2 separate regions of the Sus scrofa genome follow, and region 1 is linked to region 2. A link is a contact called in public Hi-C data. All regions are on one chromosome and are shown on one strand. The core of a region is the stretch at or near the end of the contact, and the rest is flanking DNA. Distances in the headings are between cores, read along the strand shown.

Region 1 (7,724 bases), core at 926-3,425, 95 kb before region 2:
TTCTTTGCTTACCAGCTCAATCATTCATTGAAAGGGATTACATGCTCTCTACTGCACTTTAAGGCATACCTCTGAATCTTTGTTGGCCAGATAGTCCTGGTTTCTACTTTTATAAACTAGGAGGGGAGGGTAATATGCTGAGTATGAAGGAGGAAAAGACAGCATGCTGGAGAGTGGAAAAGGTTCAAAATGGCGGAAAATGGGAAAGCAAGTTAAACAGTGAAGCACTAAATATAAAAGATATTACTGGTGCTCAGAAAAGTTCATAGCTGACAAGGCTGTTTAGCCTGTGGGCTATACGTTAGTCTGATTTCTGATACATGTTAGCCATAAAACCTTGGACAAATCACATTCTGTACATATCTACCTACTTCATAGGTAGATTGGGTTCGTGAAGAGTTATGAAGTGTTTCAAAAATATTAAATTACATAGAATGTAAGGTGTTATAATCATGTCTTTTGAAATAGAATAATAATCTCGAACTCCTGCCTCACAGATGATCTCAGGAAAAACAGAATCATGTTAATGGATAAAACAATTTAGTAGATTCGGACAAAAAATGTTTCTAATCACATTTATGGATAAAAGTCCAACATTGACAAAATCACGATTTCCAGTTAATAGTAACGGACTCATGATGTGAGACTTATTTGTTTTGCAGACTTTTCTGTTTAATAGAATTAGTTGAAACCAAATTAGCAAAGCCCTAATTCCCATGGGCCATTTGCCATGATACAAAAATAGTTTTGCTAAGCAAAACTCTAATATGTTAAAGTGGCTTCATTAGTAAGGGTTTTACCTGTAGTAATCAGAATTAACTAATTACATCAAGAAAATATAAGAGAATCTTAGCATTCATATCACAGGCAATCTTTTAGGCAGAAAATATAAGATCCCAGAAAGTACACAAATAATTTACCTCATGTGTTCATCAGAATTAAGTTAATCCTCAAATTTTATTTTATTTTTTTTTGCTTTTTAATGCTGTACCTGTGGCGTATGGAGGTTCCCAGGCTAGGGGTCTAATCGGAGCTACAGCTGCCAGCCTACACCACAGCCATTGCAATGCCAGATCCAAGCCGTGTCTGCGACCTACACCACAGCTCATGGCAATGCCGGATCCTTAACCCACTGAGCAAGGCCAGGTATCAAACCTGCAACCTCAAGGTTCCTATTCAGATTCGTTTTTGCCACACCAGACAGGAAGTCCAACCCTCAAATTTTAGATGGCTAAATATTTTCAAGATTTTGGCCGTTTCAAGGTTGTCATTCAACAGTATATAACCATTGTTCTTTTCTTTTTTTTTTCTTTTTTTTTTTTTTTTTGTAGGGCCCCATCCATGGCACATGGAAGTTTCCAGGCTAGGGGCTGAATTGGAGCTGCAGCTGCTGGCCTACACCACTGCCACAGCAAGATGGAATCTGTGCCAGTGTCTGTGACCTACATCATAGCTCACAGCAACGCAGGATTCTTAACCCACTGAGGGCAGCCAGGGATCAACCTTGCATCCTCATGGATACTAGCTGGGTTCGTTATCACTGAGCCACAACAGGAACTCTTACCATTGTTTTATAAGATTAAAATATGGTAAAATAATTTCTTATCCTTAAGGTGTTTCTATTGGTAAAAATACTCTTTAATTTTTTTGTGTGTGGATATTTTTTAGGGCTGTACCCACGGCATATGGAGTTTCACAGGCTAGGAGTCCAATTGGAACTGTAGCCGCCAGCCAATGCCTGAGCCACAGCAATGTAGGATCTGAGCTGTGTCTGTGACCTATACCACAGCTCACAGCAGCGAGGGATCCTTAACCCACTGAGCGAGGCCAGGGATCGAACCTACAACCTCATGGTTCCTAGTCAGATTCATTTCCACTGTGCCATGACGGGAACTCCCAGTAAAAATACTTTTGTAAGAAATCACAGAACAGTATAACAAAACCAAAATACCTATAAGTTTAAGTTACTTGACATTCCATCAATATTTGGAAAACTGTATCTAATGTCAGGGACAAGGATAGTTATCCACGAATGTACGTGTTAAGATTCTGAATTTAACTTTTCTAGCTGTTCTGGCATTATGATTTAGTCATTGCATTTTACCCCGATTAAGCAACTGGCACTCATGTTACAACATTACAAGCAAAAAAATGTCAATACAGGTCTTGGAGATGAACTCATCGATTTTGGCATGCACCACAGTAGTCCAAAGATAGTATACTATCAACTCTCACTCTAAGTCCTTTTACATGTTCCAATGGTAGATAGCATATTTTATCAGATAGTCTGTTTTAAAGACTGAAATCTTCTCTGGTAAAAGTATAGGAGTGTGAACCTTTCACTGGTAAAGTACGTGTTCTGTTCATCATGCTGGAAAAAGCACAACAGGTATTTTTAGGTTAGTGTACAGTTTTTTTTTTTTTTTTCAACTGTGTGCTTTCAGGAGGTAAGTATGGTAAGTCTAATTATTTCAGAATGGGCTACTTCCACTTATCTCAATTCCATTTCAAGTGCAGTCAATAAAAGAAAGAATGGTTTGGGCAGTCACAACTTTTTGAAAACTTATTTTAGAAGAACTACTAAAATGTGTTCAAAATAGTAATGGTTGTTTTACTAGCTTTATTTTTATACTGCTCTCTAGTTCTTTGTAACTAAGTCCTGAAAGTTAGAATGTTTTTAATTAGTGAGAAATGAATAAAACAAATACTTTGAAGAGGTCAAAAATAAAATGAAATTGATATTTAATATGACAGATAGTAAAAAGAGCGATTTGGTAATCAAGAAGCACAACTATTCAAAACAGATATTAAGAGCCTTCGGTTTAAAAAAAATCAAATGTTAAGTTTTGTATTTTTCACCATATAGACTTTCTCTAACACTTTGCTATAATACAAAGAACTCTTTGATAAAGCTTCATTCATTCAGAATGACAAACAGAAAGTGTACTTCCAGTTACTTGGAATTGATATAAAATTTGATTTTGGAGTTCCCACTCTGCAGCAGCAGGTTTAAGGCTCTAGTATTGCCACTGCTGTAGGGTAGGTTGCAGCTACAGTTCAGATTTGATCCCTGGCCCCAGGAACTTCCGTATGACACAGGTGCGGAAAAAAAAAGAAAAAAAATTTGATTTTTTTTTTTTTTTTTTTGGCCATGTCTGCTGTGGCATGTGGAAGTTCCTGAGCCAGGAATCAGGGATCGAACCTGTGTCACCTCAGTGGCCCAAGGACTGCAGTGGCAATGTCAGATCCTTAACCTGTTGTGCCACAAGGGAACTCCTCACTTAAGGAGTTATACTCTTTTAAATAGAGACTTCCTTGTGTTTTTAAATTTAATTTTTTTAGTGAATAGAGAAATGATTTCTGGTTAAAAATGTATCTTTAAATGGGTTGAAAGTTTATATTTATAAGCATAGCTATGCATCTTAAAACTGTTAATTTTATTATAAAAAGACAAGTATAGACAACCTACACTCTTTCTAGGAGACACTGCAAAAGATAAAAAGCTTTAGACAAGCTTCTTTCTAAATGAGATTTCCAAGGTTAATAGAATGTATTGCTTTCTAAAAAGTACATTACACATACAAGAGATCCATGTAACAGGAAGACTTTTAGACATTTAAATTCTTCCTCGCTAGCTTAGAATAACAAGTGATCGAAAAGTCTGAAAACTCAATCCGGATATTGTGTAGTTTATGCTGTACAGGTATATTTTAGAATTTTGAACTTAAAATATAGATTTTTTTTTTCCTATTGTGATAATGTTTAGTCACTTTGTGTTTACCTCAGGGTGAGAGGTATGACTGGGAGAGGGCACAAGGTGGCCTTCTGGTGCACTAAAAATGTTGCACACCTTAGTCTGGGAGCGTATGCATATGTAAAATTTCACCTAGCTGTATACTTAAGCTTTATATATTTTCTGGTGGGATATGTTCTATTTCCAAAAAAAAGTAAAAAGAGTGTTTAGCTACTTTATGAAATATCCACCAACTATTTTACAATTAATTACTAATAAGATTTTATAAATCAAAAGGTATAGGGGAGAAACAAATTATCTGATTGATACTCATGATGTAAGGATTGCTAGTCACTCTGAGGTAAATAATATCTGAAGCTAGAGGAAAGCTTTACTGATGAGATGTCACTGGTAGTCTATCAGAAATTGTGTTAGGAAGAATGCAATGTATCAGTTTAGCTATAAAGGATAGAGGTGTTATAACAGCTTAACAACTAGAAGATCAGGACACCTTCAAATAAGTGACATGACAACAGCATGTTTATTTGATTTATGATTACCTACGCTTTTTATTTCTGCTTATTGTTTTGGTTTTTGTCATTGTATTGCTTGGACTTCCAAATGATGGGGCATTCAAGTTGAATTTGTTACATACTCTGAATTGTTGTTTTTAGCAGAGTTAAAAGCTGAAGTTATGACTGTTCTTTTAAAATTATGCATTCTACTTCCTAGCTATTAGGAGTGAAAAGAGTTGGTTTACGCAGGAAATATAAACACTTAATCTGCCTCAATTTTTTTTAACTTTTGTTCATAACTATGTTAATTCTCATCACCTCCAAAAGCCTTTGAGAGGATTAGCTGCAGAGACCAATATTGTTCTATATTAGTCAGTATTAAGCATATGATGTCATCTTGTTTCCTCCCCGCCTCAAGCTTTTTTTTTTTTTTTCCAGAGGGGAGGGGAGGGGGGATTTTTTTTTTTTTTTTTTTTTTGCAATTCTCAAAATTCCTTAGCTTAAATACCACTAGCTGGCACACATGATTGACAACCTTACACTCTCAAACCTGTTTGAAATGGGTCAAATACCTAAGTGCTGCAGAACAATGCAATCCAACCAGCAATTCCTCAAGAAAGAGAAAGGGGGTGTGATTAGGTTCCAGCTATTAAGCAACTTATTGCAAAAACAGTTTGGTGGTTTGTTTCTGTAACAGGCGCAGGCTAAGCTAATATTTTATCTCTTAATTAGCTTAAACAAACAAACAAACAAAACCCAGGCTGCAAAAAGATAAGATAAATACCCAAAGCATGAAGCGACTGGGGCAAACACTGGGATTTTTTTACGGAGGTCTTTATACTGACCCTCCGCTTTGGTTATTGATAATTAACCCCGCCGGGGAACCAACGAAAGGAATCTGTGTGAGGCTTATCGAGCCACGGGAAAGGAGAGGCAGGAGGGAATATAAGCTTCTAATAAAAGAAACGCAGCAACAATAGCAGAGGAACAGCTCTGCCTGGTGACGTAATGGCTGGCAGCAGTCCAGCTTCAGCAGAGCTGCTGCTACCTCAGCATCCAACCTCTCTCAACACAGTCCAGCTTCGGCAGAGCTACCGGGGCTGCTACTTCTTGCGATGCCACTTTGTTGGTACCACCGATACCTTCCCTTACAGGGCCAGGACGCCGAACAAAGGCTGGTCCTGCTCTCTTAAGTTGTCGGAACACACTCTCACTCACTCATCCCCCTCCAAGCCCTTCAGTCGCCGAGCCGATCGGCGGCTCAAGTTTAGGGCGAGAAGCCTGGCACACAATCCGGGCGTACCTCAGTCTCCCCGGGCGACTCTCGGTCCGCACCTCCCTACCCCAGCCCCCACCGGTCCCTAGCCCAAGTTGAAAGCTGCGGCCCCGTTCTCCCGCCCGGCCCAGCGTGCCGGTCCTCCCGCCTTACCTCCGCCAGGTAGAGGTTGAGGAGACAGAGCGTGGAGAACTGGAGACAGGAGGGGAAGCAGTAGAGCAGCCAGTGGGGGAAGAAGTGCAGGTGAGCGGGCGGCCGGAGCAGGGGCAGGGAGCCGCTGAGCGAGAAGGCGGCGGAGAAAAGGGTGGTCCTGAGCGCTGCCCACAGGAGACAGAGAAAGAGGCAGAGGCTCTGGTAACTCAGGCGCCGCTCGCGATACAGGAGCAGCCGCCACAGCTGCAGGTAGGCAAAGGCGAAGAGAGCGGCGTAGAGCAGGGCGTGCAGGATGCTCAGCGCCAACTGTACCGAGCCCGGCACCGCGGCGCCTGAGGCAGCAGCGACGGCGCCTCCGCCTCCGCCGCTCCCGCCGGGCGTCGAGGGCTCGCGGCTGGCCGCCGGACCCGGCACGGACACCCTCATGAGGGGGTTGTGGGGCGGGCGAGGGAGCGCGGGAAGGAAGGGGCCGGACTCGGAGCCGCCGTCGAGGGGAAGAAGGATGACTCCCTGACCCCCCACCCACCCCAACCTCCAACCCCAGGAAGCGCCGTGACAGGACCTGGAGCCCCGCGGAGAGCAGCCGCGGCTCCCCGGACCCCGCCTCCTCTCCCCGCCCCACCCCCCCGGGGGTCTCTGCTCCTCCTGCAGCGGCTCCGCTCGGTAGCTGCAAAAAACAACTCTCGGCTGGAGACAATCAGCTGAGAAACCCGAGCATTTGAGGCGCTCGCTCCGCACCGTGGGCTCGCGCGGATTGGCCCAGGTGGGCACGCCCCCTGCGCGCCGCACTCGGAAGACTACAGGCGGCAGGACCCGTCGCTCCAGGGTCTCACGATCTGATTGGACGCTTCCTTTCTCCGCTTTCTCCCTCCTCTTCACTTCCCACCCACACTGTCGATTGGCCCAGCAACTGCGCTGCCCGCTCGCGCCGGCGGGCGGACTAGGTTGTGGCCTGTCACTGGGGCTTCTCTCACTCCTCCCCCTGCGCTTCCCTTTGGCTGGAGAGGCCTCACGTAAGGCCCACGAGGAGAGGGAGGAGCTTCGCGGCTTGTTTTTTCCCTGCCGGCTGATACAGCCGAGCTGTGGTGGCTGCAGGCGTGGAGGGCGGGAGCGCTGCAAACTCGCAGGTGTGGGGAGCGGTTCGGTGCAGCGAAGCAAGCGGGGCATGACCCCGCCTTCTGCTTCTTCTCTTTCAAGTGGCGGGAACTGTCGGCCAGCCGTCCGGGTCCCAGCCCGCAGGTCTTGTCCTCCGGTCTCCGAGTAGGTAGGTGGCAGCGCCGCTCCTACAGGCGACGGGCTGTGGTTTCTGCCTGCAGAGATTCAGCCCTGGTGGCTCTTCCCCGGCAGGGGCCGCACCGGCTAACTCTGGAGTTTGGCTTAAAAGGGGCCTCACCTAGATCCTTCTTTAGAGACGTTTTTGTTTCTTCTCCCCCCCGCCCCCCGGGGGCGTGAGCGGCAGTTAAAACGTGAGCCCTTCGTGGGGAGGGGGCAAGGGATGAGGCGAAGGCTGAACAGAAGCGCTAAAAGACCCTTTCATCCCTCGGGAAATGTCCCAGAAAAAAGAGTGATACTAGGATGAGATGGATATGGACGCGATCTCCGAGTAGGGGAAGGTGGGTCTTTGAAACTTCGAATTTGAAAAGATGCTGTAGGCATAAGTTCAGTCAACCAGGCAGAAACAGAATTATAAGCCTTTGATGAATGTCTGGAGAGGAAAAAGAATAGTCTGTGCTTCTTAAATTCCCCATGTATTCCTTCAAGCCTTGGTCTGGTATGGGGTGGATGGCTGCGCTATTTTTAGGGCTCAGAGAGATACAAAACAAATGCTGTATGTCACATGCTGCTGAAAATTAGTGAAAATAAATAGATCTAAATAGATCTTCCACGTATATTGAACTAATATTTATTGACTTTTTTTGGGAAGGTGTTTGGTAAGGAAAAGAGCAAAGTAGTGCAAAGCGATGAGAGAATAATTTGTGTTCCCCTTAGAATGGGTGGCACATCCAAATTAAGTATCCCCGTGAAAGACTGTTAGATTTGCTGGTGC
Region 2 (7,022 bases), core at 1,873-4,372:
AAAGAAAAATGAGAATTGGCAGAGGAAAGTGGCTTTCAGAACTAAGTAGGGGAAAGTATATGCCAGAGCTTGGTGTTTGAGAATCAATCAGAGGTGGTTGACACCATTAGAAAAAAATGTTCATTTGGATTTCTAATATGACAGTGAAATGGGAAGCTGGTGAACAGGATACCTGGGTGCTAGTTTCATTCAACTCTTCCTTCTGCTTAGGTGTGTGACTTGAGCAAATCAGCTTCTCTTCGTTGGCTTCCTTCTCTGTCAGCTGGGGATTAATTTTCTGACACAGGGTGATTTAATCTAGCTCACAGGTACATTCAGAAGATAAGGTAATAGATGTAGAACTAAAAATGGAAAATGGTAAAAGCCTTTAATATTCTAAATCACTGCTATTTTTAATCTTAAATGTTAACTTTGTTACTCTTTTCAATTCTTGTTAATAATAGCCTAGACAAACTCATCTTCTACAAATACATAAAAAAATGGTTGCTCTCTTATTATTATTATTATTCATCTTTTTGTCTTTTTAGGGCCATACCCATGACATATGGAGGTTCCTAGGCTAGGGGTCTAAATTGGAGCTACAGCTGCTGGCCTACGCCAGAGCCACAGCAATGCCAGATCCAAGCTGCGTCTGCGACCTACACCACAGCTCACAGCAACGCTGGATCCTTAACCCACTGAGTGAGGCCAGGGATCGAACCCATAACCTCATGGTTCCTAATCAGATTCATTTCTGCTGCGCTGCAGTGGGAACTCCTCTTTTTATTAGTAAAAAGAGTAAAAGGGCAAGATTTCTTACTACTTAGTAATTTTTTTTAAAACCCAAAAGATATGAGACATAAAATTTGTTAGCATATTATTTGGTTATTTTTAATTATGCTAAAAATTCTTAATTTTGAAACAAAGTAAGATTTTATTAATTTTTAAGTAATCATAGATGTTAAAAGATTATTATCCTTTTTTTTTGGCCACCCCTGTGGCATGCATAAGTTCCCAGGTCAGGGATCGAACCTACGCCACTGCAATAACCAGAGCCACAGCAGTGGCAATGCTGGATCCTTAACCTGATGAGCTGCAAGGGGACACTAAATGAGTGTGTCTTTAAAGCTCAGCATTTATTTTTTTTCAAAAATTTTATATTAGAGGGAAAATATAACAAGAGTTTTTGTCATGTATATGTTGGCTACTCTGGTCCAGATTTTAGCATAAGAAATTATTAGAAGTCCTATATCATTATAAAATAGGGAGCTCCTTTAATTTATTTTCAAATTCTTTTAATAGTTTCAATTTGAAGATAATGAACTCATTAAGGCAAAGGGGGCTTAAATTTAAGAAAAAACTCTTGATATTCTTTGTTTTTAATCAATATAGCAAAATCTCCACTTAAATGAAAATGTTTGAAGTACATTTTATAAACTAAAATTACAAAAGTGATTTGAACATTTTCTATTTTATGCATTATAATTCCCTATCTGCGTGGGTTTTTTTTGTTTTGTTTTGTTTTCAAACAGCCAGAAATCACTGTGGAAAATCTTCCTACTTATTTAAGACTTCAGAAACCATTACTCATCTTATTCAGTGATGGCAGCATAGATCCTCAGCATAAAAAAGTAATATTGATGCTGGTAAAAGAAAAACACTTGGATTCACTTACCCCTTGCTGGTTGAATCTGTAAGTATATTTTTAATACGTAAAATGTAAAGTATAATTATTATGGAATTTTCATTAGAAAATGAAGCTCTATAACTTTACCTTTGCAGTTAATATTATGGAACCAATGTATATGTCACCATGATATTTTAGTTACTAAACTCCTTCAGATGGTCTAAGATGACCATGTCTTAGATTGAATTTTGTTTTATAATAAATATTTTTTTTTGCTACATGATACTGTTTTTTTCAGCTTTATTAAAGTATAATTGACAAATAATATTGTAAGATATTTAAAATACACATTGTGATGATTTGATAAATGTATATTATAAATTTATAATAACTGTACATGGAAAAATTATCCATGCCATTAATATATCTGTCACCTCACATATTTATTATATATATATAAATTTGGGGGTGAGAACATTTAAATTCTACTCACTCAGCAAATTTCAGTGATATAGTACAGTATTATCAACTATAGTCACCATGTTACACATTAAATCTTATATTAATTTTGCAGCTGAGAAGTCTGTTTTATTTTATTAGGTTTTTTTTTTTTCCCCTCACCCTGTAGTCCCTGGCAACTTTTCCACTCCATTTTTATGAGTTGACTTTTTAAATAAAGATTCCACACATATAATACTACTATGTAGTATTTGTCTGGCTTATTTCACTTGGTGTAACACTCTCAAGTTTCCTCCGTATTGTAGCAAATGGTAGGATTTCCTTTTTCATGGCTAAACAATATTCCATTGCATAGGTATACCATGTGTTTTTAATCCATTTATCTATTGACTCCTAAATTATTTCCATATCTAGGCTATTATGAATAATGCTGCAGTGAACATGAAGATATTGCTTTAATATTTTGTTTTCATTTTCTTTGGATACATACCTAAAAGTGGGATTCTTGGTAGTTCTCTCTTTCATTTTTTTTTTTTTTTTTGGATACATACCTAAAAGTGGGATTCTTGGTAGTTCTCTCTTTCATTTTTTTGAGTAACTCCCATACTGTTTTCTATAGTGGCTGCCCTGATTTATATTCCTACCAGCAGTGTGTAAAGGTTTCCTTTTCTCCACATCTTTGCCAGGGCTTGTTACTTGTGGTCTTTTTGATAATAGCCATTCTGATAGGTGTGAGGTGACATCTCATTATGGTTTTGATTTGCATCTCCATGATGATTAGTGATGTTAAACATATTTTCATGTATCTTTTGGTCATTTTATGTTTTCCTTGCAAAAATGTTTGTTCAGATCTGTCCATCTTTAAATTGTTTGTTATTTTGTGATTGAGTTCTTTAGTTATTTTGGATATTAACCCCCTATCAGATAAATGATTTGCAAATATTTTTCTCCCATTCTGAAGTTTGCCTTTTCATTTTGTTGATTTTTACCACACAGAATGTCTTTAGTTTGATGTAATCCCATTTGTTTATTAAGCAATGGGTGCGCATTGAGGAAAATTTGGCAATACAGAAAAATAAACATTGTGACATTTTGGCATTTTTCTTTAGTTCCATTCTCTGTGTTTCTGTATTTTAAAAATTCAGCCTGAAACATTATTAGTGTGTTTACCAACATTTCCTGGTGTAATTTCTAGATGCGCAGCTTGTGTTACTACATTTAATGTCTCTAAAGACAGTTTATACACACATACTATCCATTGCTCAAAGTCATGTTATTTTTAACTCTTTTGAAAAATTACAAAAATGGGGCAGTGCACATTTTTGCATGAAGAGTTCACTAGCAGTACAACATACTACTTGAGATAAAATTTTCCCAGGTAGTTATCCTTGTTGCTATCTCAGAGTTAAATAGTATTTTCCATAATGTGGAATGTGCTACATTAGGAAAACTAGGTGTCTTAAACTTATGGTTTCCTTGTATGAACATACTTATAAAATTGTTTTAATTTGAAATTAATCCTGAGGAAAGATGTTTGGTTTTATTGGAAAAGGAGTATTTATTATAAGTATCTTGTTATTTTAAAGTTTGTAGCTTTTTAATTTTTGAGCTGACATGTGATCAGGTTTTGACTAAACTTTGGAAGTAACCTTTTGATTTTCTATCAAGACAAAATCAACGAGCCTTTGGACTACGTCTGTTCTTCATTAAAATTCTCATTGGAAAAAAAAACACTGTAAATCAACTATAATGGAAAAAATAAAAATCATATATAAAAACAAAAAAACTCTCGTTGGCTGCCTTTTTTCTCCTAAGAGAAATGCAGTAAGAACTCCATGTTAAAAGAAACTTTTTAACACTCTGATTACTAATAACATAGTTATACTATAACCTCTTGATTTTTAGGATATCTTTCCATAAACTGACTAGCATGATACTGTATTTAAAGGTTAATGATTTATAAACTATGGTTCTCATTATTTTGTTATAGAAAGAAATATTCACTACCATGTTCAACTATTCCTTTTTACAGGAATAATACTCCTGTGGGAAGAGGAGTCTTACAGGCGTATTTTCATGTCTTACCCCCTCTGCCTCTTCTTGTTGTGGTGAATCTGCATTCAGGAGGCCAAGTATTTGCATTTCCTTCAGACCAGGCTATAACTGAAGAGAACCTTTTATTGTGGCTGAAAAAATTAGAAGCAGGACAAGAAAGTCATATCAGTAAGTTTCCTATTTTAGTGCACATAATTCTGTATTTTGTTTCAAGGATTTAAAAACTTGAACTATAGCTAATAAATGCTAGAGGGAGTTGAATTGTAATATTTGTAAGTATTCTAAATATTCAGATACTAATAGCATCCATTGTTCACAGGACAGTCTCCTCTATGGTAGGTGTTGTTATCCACAGAAAATAACTCATTGTATTAAATTTAATAATAGCTATAATTTCCTGAATGATTCACATGGATTATCTCACTTATTCTCACGAGAGTCATAGGAAGTATGATTACCTGTAGAAGGGTTAAGTAACTAGTTCAAAGTCATATAATTAACCAGTAAATGTGGAAACTTGGATTTCTGCATGGCCCTACTGTACTCCAGAGCCAGACTTTGGAACCACAATAGATCTTGGCCTGGAATTTATGATGCTGGCTTATGACCTGCCATAGTCCTTATTTTTCTAAAGCTTCTGTGCATTTATACTTATTGTATAGATGTGTATGTTAATTTGTATCTAATTATGACAACAAGCCTGTTGCTATAACTTAAATAAGTTAAGGTATAATAACCTAGGTCATTAGTCTGTTGAGGAAATGGTGTGAAATTTGATGTAATGAAAAGTTTCTTAAGGTACTTCTAAGGATTTTTTTATTGGAAACCAGATGAACTGTATTCTAATTACATTTGACATTGTTCATGACAGAGTTCTGAAATGTGTGTTGTATGTGTGAATATGTATGTATCAACTCCACTGGTGTATAAACAGTGTATAAACTCCACATCAGTGTTATACTTTCAGCCAGCATGCATTGTATGAATCCATCATTATGTATATTTGTGTGTATTTGATCAAATTCTTGAATTTGTCCTCAGTGCCAATCATTACTGTACACCTGATCTTCCCAGAAGGTCTTTCTACTTCATTTCTGTTAAGTTAGGCAGTTTTAGCTAAATTATTATGTTTAAATAGTCTATAGATGGTATTTGTGTACTGAAATATCATTCATATACTATAAAAGACACCCTTTTAATGTGTATGATTCAGTATTTTTTGGTAAATTCACAAAGCTGTGGAGCCATTCTTCCTACTGCTGAATTTTAGAACATTTTCATCATCCCCAGATGACCCACTGGCAGTCATTCCCCATTCCCCTCTCTCTTCATTCCTTCACAACCACTAATTTACCTCTGTCTTTATGGATTTGCTTAATCTGGACATTTCATATAAATGGAATCATACAACATGTGGCCTTTTGTGCCTGACTTCTTTCACTCATTGTTACAGCATCAATCAGTAGTTCATTCCTTTTTATGGATGAATAAATTCTCCATTGGATGGATTTGCCCCATTTTGTTTGTTCATTGGCCAGTTGATGGACATTTGTGTTGTCTCCACTTTTTGGCTAGCATGAGTAATGTTGCTGTGACCATTCATGTACATGTTTGTCTATCAAATACAGCAGTTACCCCACTGACTTGAATGCAGCAGCTTTGTAATAGGTTTTAAATTGGGAAATTTGATTTCTCCAACTTTGTTCTTCATGTCCAGGATTATTTTGGCTGTTCTGAGTCCTTTTATTTATTTTTATTTATTTTTTTATGGCCGCACCTGTGGCATAGCAAAGTTCCCTGGCTAGGGCTTGAATCAGAGTTGCAGCTGTGGCCTACACCACTGTCATGGCAACAGTGGATCCAAGCCACAATTGTAGCCTATGTCACAGCTTACGGCAGTGCCAGGTTCTTAATCTGCTGAGCAAAGCCAGAGATCAAACTTGCATCCTCAGAGAGAAGGTCAGGTCCTTAACCTGCAGAGCCACAACTGGAACTCTTATTTTGGGTCCTTTTAGATGGTATTTTTAAGTCTTAATTATCAGAGATAATTTATTAGTTTTAATATTTTCCTAGGAAATGTAAAAATTTAATTAAATTGGCTATTTTGTCTGTCTTAGTCTGAAAGAAGCCTTTCTGTAGTTGCTGTCATTTGTCTCTGGCTTCTTCATTCTAGGCACACAGCATAGAGGTCCTTTCCACTGTAGCTCTTGAACTCTTCAGACAGTCTGCTTTCTTTGTCTGCATTGCTATTTTATAGAAGCAGCTGAATGTTGTCATTTTGCAGCTGCTGTGACACAGAGGCCTTGTGGACTCCAGGTCAGATAGAATTATATGTCTTTATATAATTATATATGTCTTTATATAATTATATATGTCTATATAATTATACACACACATATAGACATATATCTAGACATATATCTATATATGTCTCTATATATAATCTGTATACGTCGAGCCAGCATACCTCTCCAATTGAATTGCTTAAAAAAAAAAGTGGTGTGATATTCAAAGACAACGAAACCTTGATTACTAACTGTGTGGTTTCAGGGAAGTTCTTCTTCCTCCTTTACAACTTTAAAGGAGCTTAATAGTTCCTACTCTGAGTGTATCACAGCTATTTTAAAAATAAAATAAAATGAAGGATGCAAAAGCATACATTTTAAAGTATAAAACCTAAAATATTATTATTATCCAGGTAAAGATCCTTTCTTACAGGGAGCATCCTTGGGGGCTTTGATGCCTCAACTCAAACCATTACCAAGAGGAATGTATCAGAATTACTCTTCTGAGTTTCCTGAGAGACTGGTGTATTTTCTCAGGCAATTATGTTAATACTTTGGTTTCCATTATTTCTTTGTTATCACTGCTACTGTTCTTAAGTTATTCCTGCAGGCTTTGC

Evidence for each region. A called contact is a pair of places that touch in the nucleus more often than the background predicts.
Region 1: a contact with region 2 is called in a Hi-C map of liver, with 2.4 times the contacts expected there. The contact joins two enhancer-like sites. A contact is called at or near these places in 1 of 5 promoter capture datasets (fetal liver) and 2 of 47 Hi-C or Micro-C datasets (liver and skeletal muscle).

Annotation. Positions count from the first base shown.
Region 1 is chr1:182,201,887-182,209,610 of Sscrofa11.1, reverse strand. GPR137C (integral membrane protein GPR137C) reads right to left here and starts at 6,426. Exons shown (of 7, transcript XM_005659957.3): 1 at 5,678-6,426. The coding sequence starts at 6,103. TXNDC16 (thioredoxin domain-containing protein 16) reads left to right here and starts at 6,563. Exons shown (of 21, transcript XM_021102004.1): 1 at 6,563-6,941. Within about 2 kb of position 2,175, at least 1 of the 83 cell types and tissues checked has an H3K27ac peak or open chromatin away from gene starts, as enhancers often do. A contact at or near this core is called in liver, where this site is marked.
Region 2 is chr1:182,108,406-182,115,427 of Sscrofa11.1, reverse strand. It overlaps TXNDC16 (thioredoxin domain-containing protein 16), which reads left to right. Exons shown (of 21, transcript XM_021102004.1): 19 at 1,512-1,672; 20 at 4,098-4,288. Among named protein-coding and RNA genes, the nearest start is that of TXNDC16, 91 kb to the left of the region's middle. Within about 2 kb of position 3,122, at least 1 of the 83 cell types and tissues checked has an H3K27ac peak or open chromatin away from gene starts, as enhancers often do. A contact at or near this core is called in liver, where this site is marked.